Regions from separate parts of the Mus musculus genome. Here regions 2, 3 and 4 are each linked to region 1. Evidence: chromatin contacts called from public HiChIP or PLAC-seq and promoter capture Hi-C data. All regions are on one chromosome and are shown on one strand. Each heading gives the region's core, a stretch centred on a gene start, on an enhancer-like site or on the middle of the called end of the contact. The rest is flanking DNA. Distances are from core to core; before and after follow the strand shown.

Region 1 (2,841 bases), core at 236-2,735:
CCCCCATCTAACAGGTACTTTGCATATATATTATGACTTCTGGTTTGAAGCTTTTATAGGATTCTTGTTAGTGTAATGTGTGTGTTTCTGTGTCTAGGCATTTCTGAAGTTTTTTCTTTGCTTTCTTCTTTTGTGTTTGTTTGGTTGTCTTGTTATTCCAATTTGTTGGTCTGTTATTTATTTTATTGTATTCTGCTTTGTTTTATTATTCCTTAGATGTCTGTTTGTTTTCTATGGAAAGACAGAAAGGGGGTAGATATGGATGGGGAGGGAGGTAAGGAGGGACTGGAAGAAGAGGGAGGGGTCACTGTAATCAGAACATATTATATAAAAAATCGATTTTAAATTTCTTTTTAATCTTTCAGGTCGTCTGAATGAATTCTTGTATTTCCCAGATGAACTCGGTTTCCTGCCTAGACCCTAATACATGTGGGATGGATGGGAGCATCTTTCCCTTTGACTACAGAGATGGGGCAAGAGTGGGTGGAGAAACAGTGACATTTGAGGGAGCATGAAGTAGGCAAGAAAGAGGAAGTGCTCCTTCTGTTGGCTTGTGTTTTCTTTAGGAAGAAAGATAAAATTAGAGATTAAAGTGGAAGATAGACAGTGACATTTTGAAATCACCAGTAAGAATGAAAGTCATCTCGGTACATTTTTTTAATTGAAGATAAAATAAAAATAAAGTAAAAAATAATAATAATAATTAAAGGCTGAAGTCATGGAAGGGCACCACTCTGAACTTTCACCTGATTCCCCTCCTCCTTTGTGTTGAGCCACTGAGTCAGGTCCTCTGCACCTCAGGGCCTTTGCTCTGTGCACTTAGGAACCAGTAAACAGAAGAACAAAGAAGGTGGTTGCCCAAGCACTATGAGCTCAAGAGCTGAATAAGGCACCCTGTGTCCCTAAGAGAGGAACTGGTCACATTCCCACTGACCGTGAACAAGCAGCGTGAAGGGACCTCACATTCTTATCTCACACCTCGGAACACTGTGCCAGCGAGAGGTGCCAGAGGGGAGCTGACGACTCATAACTAATGAAAGGTCAAGGAACTGAGTGTGTAATCCACAGGCCGTAAACTCCCTTTTTTGATCACTTGAGACAGTGTGGCAATGTGGTACAAAAGGTTCTTCCACGACTTTCCATTTGGATGATCGTTGACATTCACTGGGTCTTTGTTTGCTCCTGAACAAAAGGAGAAGAATCGACCTTATCAATCTGAACAAAGCTCTTGGCCCTGAGCTCCAGAAAGGAGCTCTATAAAGGCCGCTTTATTGAAGGTTTGTTTTGATATGACCTTCAAGGACCTGTACAGTACCAAAGTGTCCGGATGGAAAAGCAGTGCAAACACCACTTACAGGACTTTGGCCACTGTGATATCAATTGTGTGCGTATGTTTAAGTATCCCCTGAACCTGGGGGTCATACGTCACAGCTATTGCAAATGACTCAAAGTCAAGCTTCTAAAGGGCACGGGAGACAAGTGCTGCTTAGACACTAATGCCCTGCAGTGACAAAGAATCAACTACAAGGCAAATGGGAGATAATGCATCTGTAACAGAAGATTCTGAGAGCTGAACAGCTGGGCTCATTCTCTTGGGAATCACCTTGCACACACCATGGGAAAACTCCAAAGCTTTCTGCAGAAGAAACTATATCTATATAGCTCTTGGCCTGAAACCCCTGCTCCGTGAGGGTGGAGTGGGGAATGAAAGGCAAGAGAAGAAAGATGAGGCAGAAGTGCAAGGAAATTAGCTTGTATACTCAAGAAGGCTAAAGGAGCAGCAGTAAGGGATGCTGAAGGCCAGGGTGCTGGTCCAAGTTGGTGGACAGTATGCTGATGTCGGTAATAAGTCTCAGTGGGCCTGGGACTTCACCATCTCCTCACCAAGACCATCTGAGAGTCTGACTTCCTTACAATCCAAACAGTCCCCATTGGCCCTCTGCCCTGGACCTGCAGCATTGCAGACTAGTTGTCTTCTCTCATAGTGTAACTCATGTATAATAAATCATCTCTCTCACTATCTCAAATATATATGTTAGCATTCTGTCCAAACTGCACCCCACAGTTACCTGGCAACAGCCAGGTAGGTCTGACCCACTATAAAATGGGCTGCTTGCCCCCTCCTTTCTCTCTTGCCTCTCTCTCTTGCCTCTTGCTCTCTTGATTCCTCTCTCTCCCCATTCCCTTCTCCCCTCTCTCCATGTGGTCATGGCCAGCCTCTACTTCCATACTCTCTCCCTCTCTCTGCCATTCTCTGCCTCTACTACCCTCTTAACTCCCACTCCCCATGCCCTGAATAAACTATTCTATACTATACTGTCATGTGGCTGGTCCCTCAGGGGGAAGGGATGCCTCGGCATGGGCCCACTAAGGCACTCCTTCCCCCGCACCGCACCCCCATAGAACATATTCTTATGCCTCTTTATCTTTTTATAAACACATCAATATCTTTTTTCTTTTTCCCACCATTTTATTTTATTTTTAAATACCACTTTTAATTAATGATTTGAAAGTTTCATACATGTAATTTTATACACAACAGAATTTTCTCAGGTGTAAAACTAAAATAAAATTATGTTATTTCCATGGAAATGGGTGGAACTAGAAAGCAGAATATTATACTATATATTCCGATCATAATCTCCACCACCACCTTCAGCTCCTCCTAGATCCCCCGTCTCTGCTCCACCACCCCCAGATCTTCCCTCTCCATCCTCACTCTCCACTCACCTAACTTCAAGCTTTCTTCTCTCTTCTTTTAAACCATGGAGTTAGTTTGTGTTGGCCAACTACTCGGGAAATTAGGACCCGCCCTGTGGTCCCTACCAAGCATCCCACCAT
Region 2 (2,841 bases), core at 140-2,639, 3.0 Mb before region 1:
GGAAGCCAGTCTTCTATCTGCCTTTAGATGAAGATATAGAACTCTCTGCTCCTTCTGCACCATGCCTACCTAGATGCTGCCATGCTCCCACCATGATAATGGACTGAACCTCAGAACCTGTAAGCCAGCCCCAATTAAATGTTGTCCTTGTAACAGTTGCCTTGGTCACGGTGTCTGTTCACAGCAGTAAACCCCTAATCAAGACACAGGGTAAGTAGCAGTAAGATAGGAGGAAAGACCAGTCCTGTGTTTGCTGATGCCAGCATGTGTGTGAGTAAAGGTCCACTTAGCCAGGGGGAGGCCCAGTGACCCATGCTGACTCAATGGCTCTCAGCTTGCTCGTTCACTCTCCAAATAGCACCCCCTCTTTTAAAAACAGGTTGTCAGCAACCTCCTCATTTCCACAAACCACACCTCAAAGGGAGAAAATCTGGCTAAGAAGACCTGTGCTAACCCTGCTGATCATAGACTTTCCTGTCCCTGCCGGCAAGGTCTGAAAGAAGCTAAAATCAGGTCCCCTTGAGAAAAAGTCTCTGTACTTTTGTATTTGTGTTAAGAGATAAAAAGCAGCCATTTCCTATAGTCCCTCACCCTGTGAACATGTCAGAACCAACAATTACAAAGAGAACGTCCACAGCCTGCAGCCCTGAATGGAGCTCAGCTTAGTTGGAGAGAAGAGGACACAGTCCTTTCAACAAGGCCACGTACAAATATTCCATATCTTAACTCTGGTCAGTATGGTAGGCACGTGGCCTTCAAGTGAGGGTCCCTGACCCAAGAGGATTCCAGATGAGAAGGCTCCCAAGAAGCTACAAAGCCAGAAACGTCACTGTCATAAGGGCCCCACCTGCCATGCCCTGCCTGCCATGCCCAGGTCTCTGTCTGTCTGTCGAGACCCTGTTCTAGCACAAAGTAACCGGATGGCATCAACCGTTCTAGGTAGAAGGCAAAGTTTGGGGATTAGGACCCGAGATCCCACCCTCAAGTCACGATTGCGATAATCATCCCAGTTTGAGAAAGGGTGGCGCAATAAAGGTCCCCGATGCTGCCCAAAAGCTTACCAGACCAATTTTAAACAAAACAAAACAAAAGTACGAGGACAGTCCGCGCTCACCAGCTGAGGCGTCCAGAGGACGCTCAACGTCCGCGCCGTCCCCTGAGGCCCACCGGCCCCGAGTCCGGCCAGGACCACGTGAGGCCGCGCCCCGGCCTAGTTGCAAACCAACCCGTCCCGAGAGCCACAGGCGGCTGGCGACAGAAACGGGCGGCCCGGGACTCCCTGTGGCCGTCCCCTAGCTCACCTGAAAACCCGGCCGCGCTTTCCCAGGTTTCACGTGGAACCCTTGCCGGGTGCGGAAGCTCCTTGCCCGGACAAGCCCGGCTTCGGCTACCTGTCTATTGGTTCTCTGGGGCGTAGCGCCCGCCTAAGGACTCTTCTGATTGGTTGATCCTGCTCCTCCTCAGTAAGTGTGCCAACTGGAAGGGGTGGGGCTACCGAAGGAAGAGGGCGTGGCCTGCGCCGGGATAGGGCAGCGTTTAGGAGGTTAGCATAAAACCGAATGGAACGTCCGGTTTCTGACCCGACGCCTAGTGAACCGCAACCTTCAAAGACTTAAAGCCTCAAAGAGCACATCCCGATCTGCCTCGGGGAACTGCAGCCCCTCCAGGCTTGGGGTTGTGAGAAGTCCGTGAAATAATACAGTATTCGTTAAACTTGGGGGAAAAAAAATCAGGTTTGCTTCTTCTGCACTGCTTTTTCAATATTTATTTGATTTGGGTTTTTTGTTTGTTTATTTTTTGTTTTGTTTTTTGAGACAGGATCTCAAGCTGTCCTCTCATTTTCTTTTTTTTTTTTTTCTAGTGTCAAGTTCACATAATGTCCTCGCTTTTTCTGTGTTAGCTGTGAATGAGCCTCTTGCCTCTGCCACCCTAGTGCTGGGATCACGCGTTTTGCCACCACACTCATCTTAAGTATTCCTTTGTGATTTTTTTTTTTTAGGAATGGGAGAGTTGCTCAGCGGTAAAAAAGGTGCTTGCTCTCTCTGTAATCCTGACAATCTGAATTTGATCCCTGAACCTTCTTAGCCTAGGCAGCTCTGGGCGTGGTTGCACACACCTTTGATCCCAGCACTCCGGAGGCAGAGGCGGGTAGATCTCCGAGTTCCAGGACAGACTGGTGTACAGAGCAAGTTCCAAGATAGCCAAAGCTACGCAGAGGAGAGAGGTAGAGAGGGGGAGAGGGAGAGACAGAGGAAGAAGAAGACGGAGGGAGGGCAGGCGAGCCAGATGCAGTGGTATTTATCTGTGACCTCAGTAACTCCTACAGTTAGATGATATATGGAGACAGAAAAACTAACTGGAGCTCTCTGGCCAGCTAGGGTAGGCAGAAACGAGATACCCCAATCAACAAGAAACTCCCTGAGCCAGGCGGTGGTGGCCCACGCCTTTAATCCCAGCACATGGGAGGCAGAGGCAGGCAGATTCTGAATTCGAGGCCAGCCTGGTCTACAGAGTGAGTTCCAGGACAGCCAGGGCTACATAGAAAAACCCTGTCTCGAAAAACCAAAAAAAAAGAAAGAAAGAAAGAAAGAAAGAAAGTCCCTGAAGTTGTCCTTTAGCCTGCATATGTGTGTTCAGCCCCTGCCCCTCCATGCACACACACACTTACACACAAAACAGGTTTTTAAAAGTAAGTTTAAAAAGGGAAAGCCGGAGGAGCTCATGGGCCCCAGAAGCAAATCTACTATTTTGCTAAACTGACAGCATCAATCTGCCCTTAAAATCCGTATACTCAAACATTCTGCTGGTGCAGCCCCAGACCTCATTAGAGAAGTTTCTTTG
Region 3 (2,841 bases), core at 251-2,750, 2.9 Mb before region 1:
ATGGGGACCCACCTGTCCGAGTTGGGATCTGACCTGATGCCTTGAGTATTAGCACAGCCCTGTCCCATGTTTATTTTGCTTTGCTTTGGGGCAAGGTGTCATGTAGCCAAGGTCAACTTGCTGTGCAGCCAAGACAGGCCTTGAGCTACTGATTCCTCTGCCTCCCTTCCTAAATGCTGGGGTTATAATCTGTGGCCCCACCCCTACTGGCTCTTATTCTTGTATGAACTTGTGCAAGAGATGTATGTCCCCTTTGGGTCTCAGTTTCATCATGGGAAAGGAAGAGAGTTGTGGCTGGAAAGCTTTAGTAATATTTTATCAAGACTTCAAGTATTTAGGGCTAACAGGTTTAATACTTGGGATAACCTTAAGAGGCAGGTATAGTCATTTTCCAGAAAAAGGCATGAGGTTTCTAAAGCCAGCACCTAAGAATACTGAGCCTGGAAATGGTAGGACTGGGCCAGAAACCTATCATTCTCTTCATAGTCAGTCTATATCCCCAAGTCACCTTTCCCCTTTAGACCTTAATTTTCCTCTCTCCCTGGTCAAAGTCAACACATATCCCTTTCTCATGTGTTGGTCTGCAGAGATATTCATTCTCTGAGTCCTTTGGGTATGGAGAGGGTTGGGAGAGAGAGCAAGGCTCAACCTAGCCTCTAATTCTATATCCTATGTCTCAGAAGAGCTGGGGATATAGAATGGAGATGGCATGGGGGTCCAGAAGAGATAGACCACAATGGATTACTGATGGAATATTTACTGAGATTCTATAAGATGTCAAACCTTGTTATGGGGTGGGAGGTGGGGCTGGAACAGAAAATAAGACAAAAATCCCTGTTCTCAGTTTATAATCTACCAAAGGGAGGAGAGACACAACAAAGCAATACACATCAACAGAAACAGATATTTGACAGTGGTGGGTGAACAGTGGCGGTGGCTACCCAGAAGCCTTAAGAGAAGATATTTTGGGTTTGGTTTCCTGCCAAAGCATCAAAAATAAACCATACACCCAAATACAAACGCGCGCGCGCGCACACACACACACACACACACACACACACACACACACGCAAGCACAAAGGAGAGAAGCCACCGACTCACAGGGAAGAAATAGCTTGTAAGAAAAAAGAAAATTAAATGAAGTAACGTGTAGGTGAAAAGGCCAGTCAATGGTATTGGATTCATTTAGTACAGAAGCTTTTATTGTATCCCCACGTGCAACCACGAGCATGGAAAACGCAGTGACATGGTGCATGTATAATCCATCTTCCACCAGTATGCAAGAAGCAGGTGAAAACTTAACTCCTACTCATAGTAGTTATGAACGTGCCTTGGATCACTTGGTCCGGGGCTTATCCAGCCTCTATGGTCTCGATCTCTCCTCCGGACGCCAGGGTGCGCTGCGCCGCTCCTTAGCTGCATGGCGTCTCGATCTTCCGATCTTCCCTTCTCGCTGCGCAGCGCTTCCGGTAGCGGGCGGAAACCCGGGCTGGTGGCTGCCGACGCCGGGGTCCCGAGGCATGGTGGGGGCGGGGCCGGGGGAGGTGTGCGCGGAGCAGGCTAGGGCGACCCTTGCCCTGGCCCCATGAGCCAGGACTCGACAGGTGAGGACTTGCCCTTTGCGGCCCGCGAGAGCTCCGCGGCGGGCTCCTCCCCGCATGCTCGCCGGGTCTCAGGAGCTCCGGCCCCCGGCTTTGCCCGGGGAGGCCCCGCCCTGGGCTTTTCTTTCCGGGGGCGACCATGGGCATGTGTGTCTGCCTCTTGGCATCCTTTTCTTGTTTTGGAAGCAGTCGCCAAGAGTGTGGGGACATGTGCACTTGCTCCAACGAGGAATAAACCTTGCGTTCACACAATTAGTGACCCGCTTTAGCCAGGCTTTCGTTTCAGACCGCACCGCACCAAAGCGTCTACCATGTGCCAGCCCCAGGGCTGGAAGAGTATACCGCGGTGACCGAAGTAGACCTGGTTACTTCCATTAGAGAGGGTACAGTTCAACGAGGAGACTCAAACATTAAACACAACCATGCAAGCGACCGTGTAAATTAAAAAAAAAAAATGTGACAGATGACTAGAGAAAGAAACAAGAAAAAGATGAGTCCTTTAGGTGGGGTGGTCAGAAAGACTTCCCCAAAACTTGACACTACTAACGTTGCAACGAGAGAATTTATGGCGTGGACCGGAGAGAATGTCTTCCGGAAAATGAAAGTTCCCCTGTGGTTACCCACGTTAGCCAAGAAGATGGCTTGAGGTATGCCCACCGTTTAAGAAGGAAGCTTGCTACGTGTTAAGCACTGTGGTGGGCATACAACAGATAAGTGTATACTTGACCCAGAGAGATCACCATAAATATACACATTAGTAAAATACAGAGAGTTGCAATTGAGTGGCTAGTGTGTTGGAATCTATGTCTCACTAAGTGAAGGAAGGCCTTCAAAGACAGGATGATGAGGCTGATATTGGAGACAGTTCTCAAAGGTGAAGAATTTAGTGTCTACAAAAGACCAGATAGTAGAGTTCAGTGTGTGGTCTGTTGCAGTCACTCTGCTCTTTTCCTAGGGCTAAAGTGGCTCTAGGCAATATGCAAATGAGCGAGTGGCTTTCAGGGAAGGGTTCCTTCCAAAAAACAACCAGAGGTGGTAGTTTAGAGACCTGACTCCCTCTGGTCTGGCGGCTCTGCAAGCCTTTTAGATCTTTATCCAATGGATGTAGCTTGTATGAGGATAAGCTTGAAACAAAAGGATTGCAAAACAATACCCTGACTATGTGTTGTAAGGGTTTTGTTTGTTTTGTGGTCCTGGGGAATCTGTTATGCTGCTCTTTATGAAAGCCTTTGCCAGAACA
Region 4 (2,841 bases), core at 242-2,741, 2.9 Mb before region 1:
TAACTGTGATTTTGCTACTGTTATGAATCGTAACGTATGTATGTGTGTTTTCTGATGGCCTTAGGAACCCCAAAGGGGTTGCAACCCACAGGTTCCGAAATGCCTTTCTAGAGGCATCACAAGCCAGTTCTGACAGCCTGCCTTTCCACAGACGTTACCCTTGCCTGCCACGATCACAATGATCTTGTCCAGCTGAGATCCTAGTCACTTCCACAGTCCACGGTACTTAGTCTTTCCTGAATTCCTCAAGTGTGCCTTACTCTCTTAAATGTCCAGCCAGTTCTTACCTCTATTATCCTTTTGATCAGATTATGGTTAATACATTTGCCTGTGTGTTGTTTTTGCAAGTTGTGTACTACTTCTGGGGAGACATAACCTATATTTCCTGTATTTATCCTGGTACTCAACAGGTAGTAGTAGCTTTTGTAACTGTTAAACAGATGTGAAGGTAAGTGAACATATATACCGCCTGCATATTAAGTATTTCTACTAGTGGGATGCTGCAGGATGCCAGGTCCCAGGGCTAGGCACGAAATTAAGAAAGGCACAATCTAGATGTGCAGTTAGTGTGGTTCTTCAAGACATTTTATGTTGGAGGCAGAGAAAGCTGCTAGTCGGATCTAAAGCTTATCTCACAAGGAAAAGAAAGCTGGTATTTATATACATTGGACACTTAGCTAACAGTTGCTAATTGAACAGCTACCTTATGCCCCTGCTCATCCCTCTATTTTCCCAACAACCCCTCTAAGCATTATCTCCACGTATAGTGTGCTGATTTGCACAAGCTCCCACAGATGGCAAATGACAGCCAGGAATTAACTTTTTCTATGATTTTGGACGGTGTCGGGCAGAAGTCACAGGATGCAACTTTCCAGAGCGCTGCATCCACTTACCCTCACCTGAAGCGACTTGGAGCCGCTTCCCTTTCAGTGTTCTGCCTGGCAGCTGAGTCTTCTAATCTCGGGGCTCCGGTGTGGATATTCTTAGCTGGGGCAATGCCCACAAACCTGGGGGGCAAAAAAAGAGAGAGAGAGAGAGAGTACGATGAGGGACTGGATTAACGGTATTTTGGGGGGTTCAAGTGGCACATAGGTCTGGAAGGAAGGTAGGCGGGCAGGCTCGAGAGTGACAGTGGGTTCGAAAGAGTAATCCTTACCTGGTCATTCCATGTCCAGCCCAGGACCGCAGGAGCCACGACCCGGAGTTTCTTAAAACCTGCATGACTGAAATTGACCCTCCGCGGCGCTTGGCTTAGCTCGAGCCAGCACCATGAGCCTCTGTGGGGGTGCTCACAGACAGGAAATCACCTGATTGCTCTTAAATAGTCCTGTAAGTATTTTTTCTTCAAATTTAAAGCTCTATAAAACCATTTATGTAGGAACTTTCCCCTTTCTAGTGGTCTAACACTAGAATTTCACCTACCTCCCCCAAAGGGAATGGTTCATTCCACTCGGTAAACCCGCCCCTCGCCGGCCCGCGTTGCCTCATGGGAACCTGGGGTTGGCTGAGGGCTCTGCCGGGCGCCGCGGTACCTTGTGGGAAGACAGAAAGATGGCGGCGCCCGTAGGGCGTACTCTTTTAGGGCTGGCTAGAGGCTGGCGGCAGCTTGACAGGTTCTGGGCAGGTAGTTCTCGTGGCTTGTCCCTTGAGGCTGCGTCCTCAAGCAGCCGGTCTCCATGGCGCTTGTCGGGCGCCTTGTGTCTGCAGCGGCCACCGCTGATCACCAAGGCGCTCACTCCATTGCAGGAAGAGATGGCGGGTCTATTACAGCAGGTAAGGCAGTCACGGGCTTCCTGGTGCGGCGGAGGGAAGCAACAGTATCAAGGAGGTCTTGATTTCCATGGAGACTCTGGTACTTCGTGTGACCTTGAGCAAACGTTTCATTTCTCGACCTTTAGTGACATCTGCAAGATGAAGTTACCGTACTGAGTTGGGTTAGGATATAGCAGGTGTTGAAAGAGTTTAGTTGGCTTGTTTTCTCTTGATCATTCGGTGTGGATAGCTTCCTTCTTGTTCATTCAATACTGTAGGGATCCGGGGGCAAACAGGAATCACTCCCTTTAACTTAGGAGCTCTCAGACTATAGAGAAGTGTTTGTGATGTTAGGACGAAAGTCGTGGTGACTGTGGGCACATCCTTAAGATAATGCGGTAAAGTTTGCTTTACCTCAGGGAGCAATTTCTGTGAAAGACAAAAAACCCAAGTGTTGTTGCTGTTGGGTCAGGAGATAGTGATGGAAGGTCTTCCGTATCCCTAGACTCCAAAAGGCTTTTGTCTGGAGAATACTAATGGAAACTCCCGTCAGTGCTTTTTGCTCAATGTATTCACTCACTTGACTTTTTTTTTTTTTTTTGGTAGTCCTTTTTCTTTCACCATAAAGGTATTCGTAGCCAATACTGTGCGTCTGTGTGCAAAGTGATAGGCAGTTGTGGATGTGACAGGCACATCGCTCTGCTTCGCAGAGAGTTTCCAGGTACTGGAATTAGGGATACAATCAGTAACCAGTCTTATGACTAATTATAGACTTTGGTAAGTGCTATTAAGGAAAACATAGAGTACTAGAAGAGTTTTACACAGGACCACATAGGTTTTATTTTCCTGAGAAGTATCCAGGAATATCTTTCTGAGAAAGAGGTATTTGAGTTGAAATAAGAAGGATGGATAGAAATCTGGAAGAAATGGCATGAGGAGAAAGAGAGACTAGGAAGAAGGATGTTGGAAAGTCTTCATGGCAGGAAAGTCCTTGAATAGATGCTGATCAGAGACGAGTAGACCTAGTGTGTGGGAAGTGGGTCTTCAGTGCCCTCTGTTCTCCTTGACAGTCTTAATGAAGTTCTCCTA

The links. Promoter capture Hi-C pulls out the DNA fragments that hold promoters and counts their contacts. HiChIP or PLAC-seq counts read pairs in DNA pulled down with a chosen protein or histone mark.
Region 2: a contact with region 1 is called in an H3K27ac HiChIP or PLAC-seq map of trophoblast stem cells, with 14 times the contacts expected there. The contact joins the promoter of Aen here to the enhancer-like site in region 1. A contact is called at or near these places in 7 of 39 promoter capture datasets (the C10 cell line, cranial neural crest, embryonic stem cells and 4 more), 11 of 484 Hi-C or Micro-C datasets (the AML12 cell line, CD4 T cells, the HL-1 cell line and 5 more), 8 of 115 datasets of contacts at active chromatin or transcription factors (embryonic forebrain, embryonic hindbrain, embryonic midbrain and 5 more) and 3 of 9 other capture datasets (adipose tissue, embryonic stem cells and liver).
Region 3: a promoter capture Hi-C map of cranial neural crest shows a contact between it and region 1. The contact joins the promoter of Det1 here to the enhancer-like site in region 1. A contact is called at or near these places in 11 of 39 promoter capture datasets (the 3T3-L1 cell line, 3T3-L1-derived adipocytes, the C10 cell line and 7 more), 2 of 115 datasets of contacts at active chromatin or transcription factors (embryonic forebrain and pro-B cells) and 1 of 9 other capture datasets (adipose tissue).
Region 4: a promoter capture Hi-C map of cranial neural crest shows a contact between it and region 1. The contact joins the promoter of Mrpl46 here to the enhancer-like site in region 1. A contact is called at or near these places in 12 of 39 promoter capture datasets (the 3T3-L1 cell line, 3T3-L1-derived adipocytes, the C10 cell line and 8 more), 4 of 484 Hi-C or Micro-C datasets (Th1 cells, adipose-derived mesenchymal stem cells, gonadal supporting cells and 1 more) and 6 of 115 datasets of contacts at active chromatin or transcription factors (craniofacial prominence, differentiating embryonic stem cells, embryonic limb bud and 3 more).

Annotation. Positions count from the first base shown.
Region 1 is chr7:75,897,840-75,900,680 of GRCm38.p6, reverse strand. No RefSeq gene overlaps it. Among named protein-coding and RNA genes, the nearest start is that of Klhl25, 51 kb to the right of the region's middle. Within about 2 kb of position 1,485, at least 29 of the 459 cell types and tissues checked have an H3K27ac peak or open chromatin away from gene starts, as enhancers often do. A contact at or near this core is called in trophoblast stem cells, where this site is marked.
Region 2 is chr7:78,894,475-78,897,315 of GRCm38.p6, reverse strand. Aen (apoptosis enhancing nuclease) reads right to left here and starts at 1,389. Exons shown (of 4, transcript NM_026531.5): 1 at 1,302-1,389. Gm39039 (a long non-coding RNA gene) reads left to right here and starts at 1,534. Exons shown (of 2, transcript XR_882236.1): 1 at 1,534-1,733.
Region 3 is chr7:78,845,870-78,848,710 of GRCm38.p6, reverse strand. It overlaps Det1 (de-etiolated homolog 1 (Arabidopsis)), which reads left to right and starts at 1,500. Exons shown (of 5, transcript NM_029585.3): 1 at 1,500-1,604.
Region 4 is chr7:78,781,739-78,784,579 of GRCm38.p6, reverse strand. Mrpl46 (mitochondrial ribosomal protein L46) reads left to right here and starts at 1,491. Exons shown (of 4, transcript NM_023331.2): 1 at 1,491-1,773. The coding sequence starts at 1,552. It overlaps Mrps11 (mitochondrial ribosomal protein S11), which reads right to left and starts at 1,449. Exons shown (of 6, transcript NM_026498.2): 1 at 1,157-1,449; 2 at 900-1,007. The coding sequence starts at 1,221.